2 separate regions of the Gossypium hirsutum genome follow, and region 2 is linked to region 1. The links are chromatin contacts, called in public Hi-C maps. All regions are on one chromosome and are shown on one strand. The core of a region is the stretch at or near the end of the contact, and the rest is flanking DNA. Distances in the headings are between cores, read along the strand shown. Region 1 overlaps LOC107897862. Region 2 has its middle 37 kb from the start of LOC107906544.

The links. A called contact is a pair of places that touch in the nucleus more often than the background predicts.
Region 2: a contact with region 1 is called in a Hi-C map of seedling, with 2.2 times the contacts expected there. The contact joins two enhancer-like sites. A contact is called at or near these places in 3 of 34 Hi-C or Micro-C datasets (leaf and seedling).

The regions. Positions count from the first base shown.
Region 1 is chrD08:16,614,130-16,617,824 of Gossypium_hirsutum_v2.1, reverse strand. It overlaps LOC107897862, which reads right to left. Exons shown (of 20, transcript XM_016823445.2): 19 at 3,170-3,307; 20 at 2,013-3,089. The coding sequence ends at 2,427. Among protein-coding and RNA genes, the nearest start is that of LOC107897862, 22 kb to the right of the region's middle. Within about 2 kb of position 1,819, at least 1 of the 9 cell types and tissues checked has an H3K27ac peak or open chromatin away from gene starts, as enhancers often do.
Region 2 is chrD08:16,795,712-16,799,406 of Gossypium_hirsutum_v2.1, reverse strand. No RefSeq gene overlaps it. Among protein-coding and RNA genes, the nearest start is that of LOC107906544, 37 kb to the left of the region's middle. Within about 2 kb of position 1,881, at least 5 of the 9 cell types and tissues checked have an H3K27ac peak or open chromatin away from gene starts, as enhancers often do.

The DNA.
Region 1 (3,695 bases), core at 570-3,069:
AGTTTGGGCTTTAGGCAATAGTTGGTCCAACAAATTGTGGAATAAAACCATTGTCTAAGCGACGCTTCGAATAGTAAGATTGGTGAATTTGAACTGCGTTAACGTATATTACGTGTTATCTCTCCTTGCTTTGCATCTTGTTCTATCTTGTTAAAAATCTATCCCTTCCAAACCCATGTTCTAATAGAAGTTGAACGAAATTATTTTTCAACTACAAGCCAAGTTATTTGTTCTAACAGTAAATTGAATATCAAAGTTGGAACAAAGTGTAAAGTAAAGGTTTTTCACTACCTAAGGTGGAGGCAAAACACTTGTGTTACTCAAGATCTCTTAAATACCTCAAGGTGATTGGTTGATCTATGTATTTGTGATTAGAACGATACCAATAGAATTACAACATCTCAGGAAGTAAATTTCTTGACTTGTCTTTTTAGGTTAAATCGAGTCAGACATGGTTTCTTGATTATCACTCTCTAAAGATTTGAAAAAAGGAAAATGTAGCCAAATATGTCTAAACCAATTTCTTTATTTGGGGTCTGTTTGATTGCCAGTAAAATATTTTTCGTAAAATGATTTCGGGAAAATGTTTTACTTTTCTGTAAAATGATTTACTGGAAAATATTTTCTGGTGTTTGATTGAATCTGTGTAAAATATTTTCGGCCGTTTGACAGATTTCCTAGAAATATTTTTCGAAAAAATTGTTTTTACATATATTGATATGTATTAATAAATTTTTATATTTTAAATTATTTTTACAAAAATTGCAATGATTTATTTATAATAATACTCAATTATTAAGCTACAATATTAATCGTTATAAATTGAAAAAAATTAATATCAAATAAGTTATTTGTAATTGTGTTAAAAAAACAAGTATTGAATAATTAAAAAAAAGTTACTAGAAAATCGATAAACAGAAGCAATTTTCTACCGGAAATGAAGGAATGAAGGAGGCGATAGAGAGGAGAGCACGGAAAATGTCTTACGGAAATTGAAAGGGTAAGACATTTTCCCTAAAATGTAACTCATTTTCCCTTGTTTTGGAGTTCATTTTCCAAATGAAAAATATTTTCCGCCAATCAAACGCTGGAAAAGTTAGAAATGATTTTCCGAAAAATTAATTTCTTCAATCAAACAGACCCTAGATTTATCTCGTAATTCAATTAATTGTATAATATTATTCATGTATGTTTACTTTCACTACAGATTGAGTTGAAACCATGAATGACAAATAAGATTTTGTTTAGAGGTTTCATCAACACATATCACAATATTATGAATCTGTGTACAAATTTCATCAGTGATATCAGAACCAAAGGTAATGCATCTGATGTAACGACTTGCTAATTCTTAATGGTTATTAATTGGGTTGATTTATTTGTTGGATTTAACAAGCTTGCATTTCAAGAAAACCATTTGTTTTGGTTTTGTTTATGTTTTACGGATGTCCAAGGGATTTTGAAATATTGTGATACTTAAAGAAGTAAAATTCTATAAAGACAAACAAACAAAAAAAAAAGATGGAAAGAAAATAGAAACAGCTAGAAGGATAAGAGTAACTTCTTGTCTCAAGTATTATGCCATGCCTCGTTTATCATTCATGCGTGAGTGGTAAGATTAGTTATTGACATGTATTGCTTTGCTTTTCCGGTAGTGCCTTTGTTTCAGGAGGCAGAACCCCGATTGATATCTGGGCTTACATTATGGGCATAACAACTTTTCTTTTCCAGTTCCAAGGAACTTCCCCATTACCGCATCCCTTCATAAATCACATCTAAAAACAATAACAGCATCAAACCAAACTTGCTACTCAAATTACATGTTTATTGGTACTTGGAACCGGCGAGTAATATGTTTTTAATCTAATTGTGAAGCTTAAGGATAACATGAATCTTTACCACTTAAAATTTTAATGTTTCTTAACGAACGAAAGTGCAGATCGTAGAATTCCATAAGACAACCCTAAAGGCATATGCATGTGCCCCAAGGAGTAGAATAGGACACATCATAATTTTGCATGCTCTACGCTTGATATATATTTCTAAACCAAAAGACAAAAGCGCAGTTAGTTCAATCAAATATTCAGCGGCTCTTGGAGTACAACTCTCCAGTATTCTACAACATGATTCCAATCTAATCCTACAACAAAAACAAGTCAGGTGTACAGTTCCCGAGCGTTTTTTTTACCGTGAAAATTTAGTTTGCTTCAAACGCAAGACATGAACGGGACATGGTCGTATAGGTTTAAACTAAACCACAAATCAAGTAAAAGGTGTTTCTCCTCCCCCTTGGTCCAAAGACGAATAATATTCACACCAATCCCTTCTATTCAAGTTCACAACATTTCACAGGACAAATGAAATTCAACTATTCCCTGGCCTCAGAAAGAATCAATATAAACCATTATGAGCTAGTCCCAATAGACTCAAACAAATGGTTGGCTTCTTGTTAACGTAGATGAAATACTTGTTTCCTGGCTATCTGGTGTCACAGGTGGTACTTCTGCCAATGGTTTATTTATCACAGCTGAATCTGGTACTTCTGTATCACTTGCAGATGTTGCTGGGTTCATTTCTGCAGAAGCAATCAGATCCGGATTGCTCCCTGTTGATGAATTAGGAGCTTCTTCTACTAGAGCAGGTTCACTTGCTTCGGATGCGGGTGCTGCACCTGTTGCTGCCACAGCTGGTGCATCAGGAGTTGCTGCTCCTATTGGCGTACCAGGTGTTGCATCTGGTGCATCAGAAGGAGGTGCTCCTATTGGTGTGCCAGGTACTGCAGCAGAAGCTGGTCCAGTAGGAGGTGCTTCTAATGCCAATGGTTTGCTTTGTGGCTGTGAAGTCTGAGTCACCGGAGCAGGTTTCTTTTTAACTGTAATTGAAGCTGAGAGTGCTGACATACCAGGAGGAAGGATTTCAATAGGAGGTTTCTTCCCTGCCTCTGACAAGCTTGTAAGTTTGGGCTCCTCAAGAGAAGCCAAAAATGCAGCCGTAGCATCTGTTTTTGCTGATGGGGTGTGCTCCACCTCCTTCTGCAACACTTTGTTCCAAGCCTCAACCAAGTTCTTCAGTGTGGGTCGCCCATGAGCCTGGAACAATTTAGACTGGTCAGAATGCAAGAAATGAGCTTTGGATCAAGAGTAAGTTCTCAAGATGAATCAAATCATACATGTGCATGGAGCACAGCCTCCGCAAGCATCCCAGTATCCTGCCAAGCCTTCTCCATAAGAGCATTGTCTCCTAAAACCGCAGCTGAAAATGCCGCTTCACGTCCCAATCCGAGGGAAATCAAGTTATTTACTAAACCCTGCAATCACGTAGACTTTCTTTTGTCAGACGATAATTAAACAAAGCCCACCAAGTACAAAATTGATCATTTTATCATGCCAGAATAATTGGGTAAAGTTATGTATCTGCAATGACAGTAACTCTAGCAATGCAATGACGTTCCTTTCAGTAAAAAATAGTAAAAAAAATCGAACAAAAAAAATAGTACACTCATGACCTCCGAAGCTTAGAGGTAACCGAATTTACATTCCATGACAAAATGTCAAATAACTGCCAGAGCTTTCCCATAATAAAATACAAGTGGTGGTTAACAGTTCTATTTATTTTTCCCTGTAGCATTAGATACAAATTACAGGGGGATGAACAGTATTTTGAATACTTAAAACAGTCAGGTAACAAAAACCTAG
Region 2 (3,695 bases), core at 632-3,131, 180 kb before region 1:
ATGCTAGTGGAAGAGTTGATACATGGAGTATTCTAAAAACCTTGAGCTGTTTGCAAAATCTTCCATGGATGGTGTGTGGTGACTTTAATGAAATTATGCATTCTTTTGAAAAGAAAGGAGGGTTACCAAGAGGTGAGAGGAGAATGGAGTTGTTACGGGAAGTTCTAAAGGAATGTCAATTGGTGGATGTAGGTTATTCTGGACCATGGTTTACTTAGAAGGGGGAATTTGCCGAAAACAAACATAAGAGAACGGTTAGGTAGGGGTGTTGCAAATGATGGAATGATGACTTTATTTCCTAATATGGGGGTTCGCCATCTCCCACATTCATATTCTGATCATTGTCTTATCCATGTTTCTCTTGAGCAAAAGGAGTCAAATAATAAGCTAAAAAAATTCCGATTTGAAGCTTGGTGGGTAATGAAGGAATATAGGAGGTAAATGGTTTATGGGCAAAAGGTATTGGAGATGCATGGAGTAAGCTGGAGCAAGTGAAGGACTTAATAGAGTGGGCAAAATTAATCAAGAAGTAGAGGGTTAGGTTTAAGGAGGAGTTGACGAATAAATTGGGGGAGCTACTGGAGAAGGAACGGGACGATAAGAATCTTGTAGAATTGATTGATCAAGAATCCAATTAAATTTGTAAATTGACAAAGATGAAATGTTTTGAGAGTAGAAGGCTAAAGCTAATTGGTTAAGATTGGGTGATAAGACCATAAAAGTTTTTCATAATTTTGCTTCACACAGCCGAAGAACAAACAAAATAGGGGGATGATGGAAGAAGTGGCTCGTTCTTATTTCCAAGAGATTTTCACGACAAATGGAGTGAGGGATATAAATCATATATAAGGAGGAGTGGGAAGCTGTACTTCGAATGAAGCCAATTCAATGTTGATGGAATGGTATACTGAGGATGAACAGTGGTTGCATTGAAAGGGATAGGGCTGACAAAAGCCTCAGGCGATGACAGTTTCCTAGCTTTGTTTTTTCAACGATGATGGCATGTCGTAGGGACGAAAGTTATTGCTCTCTGTTTAAAGCTGTTGAATGAAGGTATTGCTTTGGATTCTTTGAATTCCACAAACACTTTTTTAATCCCGAAAGTCCCACATGCAATGCATTTAAAAAACTTTCGACTTATTAGATGATGTACAGTAATTTACAAGTTGATAGCAAAAGTAATAGCTAATAGGTTTCAAAGAGTGTTAGATTATTGCATTGATAGTACTCAAAGTGCCTTCGTGCTAGAGAGATTGATTTCAAATAATGTGCTACTAGCTTATGAGGTTTTACATTCTAAAATAGAAACGGGCCAGGAAAAAAGAATTTATAACTTTAAAGCTTGATATGAACAAAGTATACGATAGGGTGGAGTGGGATTTTCTTTGAGTTATGAAGAAGAGGAAGGGGTTTGCTTTGTCGTGGATTGATTTGATTATGCAATGTATATCCTCAGTTCAGTATTCAGTGATCATTGATGGGCAAGTTGGGAAGGTCTTTCAACCAAGCAGAGGGTTACGACAAGAGGATCCTTTGAGTCCCTTTCTCTTTTTGTTTTGTAGTGAAGGACTATCTTAATGAAATGTGCTTTGAGAAAAGGGTTGTTAAAAGGGGTCAAGGTTAGTCAAAGGGGACCACAAGTTTCGCATTTGCTTTTTCCTGATGATTGTATCTTATTTGGTGAAGCAAATGAAAGGGGTGTTCATGTTTTGAAAAAGGTTCTTAATGAATACAAGAGATGTTCAGGTCAATGTATCAACTACAATAAGTCCAAGGTTTTCTTCAATACGAACACTAGCGAGAGTGAGAAGCTTTTAGTTTCGAGAACCTTATGGGTAAAGGTTTCGAATAACCCAGAGCTATACTTGGGGCTTCCAAATGTAGTGGGATGACGAAAGTGGTTAGCTTTTCAAACCCTAAAAGATAAGATCAAAAAGAAGATAGATAGTTGGAGCACTCGCTTTTTGTCTCAAGAGGGGAAGGAGGTATTTATTAAAGCTGTCCTTCAAGCCATTCCAACTTATTCTATGATGTGGTTTTTGTTACCGAAATCACTGTATAAAGATTTGGAGAACATAATAGCTAAATTTTGGTGGTAAAAAAGTCATGGTAAAAAGGGTATTCATTGGTGTGTTTGGAATGGTTTATGTAAGTTAAAAGAAATGAGAGGTTTGGGTTTTGGTAATCTTGAGAAATTTAATCTCGTGTTGTTAGCAAAACAAGGGTGGCGTTTCATTTGCAACTAGAATTCATTGTTAGCACGTGTTTTAAAGGCCAAATGTTACCCGAATTGTGACTTTATAGAAGCAAGGTTAGGGAATCTACTTTCCTATACCTGGCATAGTATCTGAGCATCAAGAGGCCTCCTTGATAAGGGACTTCGTTGGCAGGTGGGAAGGGGGACAAGATATCTATTGTTGGCGATGCTCGGATCCCAGGAGCTAAAATTTTTTTTAAGTATAGAGGTAGTCAACAATTGTAATGTCACTAAGGTTTCATATTTAATTGATAGTAGTTCAAGAACATGGAGAGCTGAAGTTATTGCGAATACCTTTTTTGAGTTTGATGCAAGAGGAATTTTGAGAATCCCTTTAGCTTCAGTGGTACACGATGAGTTTTTGGTGCGGAAGGGTGAATCTTTTGGCGAGTACTCGGTTTGGAGTGGATACAAGTTTTTGCTTGAACATTCAAGCGACTTTCCTACTGAGGTATGGAATAATTTGACAAAATTTTACAAAAAACCTTTGGTCCCTCAAACTTGCTACCAAAACAAAAAATTACATTATGGAAAATTTCCTGGAATTTTCTACCAACCCTATCCAACCTACATCACAGAAGGCTTCAAGTCAACACTATCTGTCCACGCTGTGAAATGGGAGTGGAGACTGGAGACCACTGACCACGTGTTTAGAGAGTGTGCTATTTTAATTGAAGCATGGAAACACTTAGATCTTGAGTGGGTTTCCTCGGAAGTGAATCTGGTGCTGTGTGATTGGCTTACCTGGGTGTTTCGCAGAGCATCAAACTATCAATGTCAACTATTTTGTTGTGCGACCTGGGTTATCTGGACTGAAAGAAATAGGAAAATCCAAGAACGCAAAAGCATTTCAGGCAGAGGAATTGCTGAACAGACTATCAAATGTATTAGGGAATTTGAAGAGTTGGGGGTGAGGAATCACCAAACAGTTTCTTTATGTGCGTTGGAAACCTCCGGAGTCTGGATTTATTCACATTAACTTTGATGCGGCCTACAATCGTGAAATGTTCTGATTGGCATCGGGACTGATTGCTCGAAACGATAGAGGTGAGGTTCTGGCCTCGCAAGCAACTTTGGAAGAGGCGATTGCATCCCCCTTTTTTGCTGAGGCTTGTGCATGTACTCGGGCAGTGAGATTGGGTATCCAAATGGGGGCGAGGAAGGTTGAAATAGAAGGAGATGCATTAGTTATTATCAAGAAATGTAATTCTACTGCTGAGGATAAAGTAGAAATCGGGGGCATACATCAGAGATATCAAGCAGTTCGCAACAAATTCTCAAACCATACGATTCAAGTATATCCAAAGATCAGCGAATCAGACGACACATTTAATCGCAAAAGAGAGTTTAAAACGTGGAGAAGAATTGTACCTGGAAAGACTAGTGCCTCATTATGCGGTGGATTCTACGGACCTTACCAGACAAAGAGAGAGGGAGC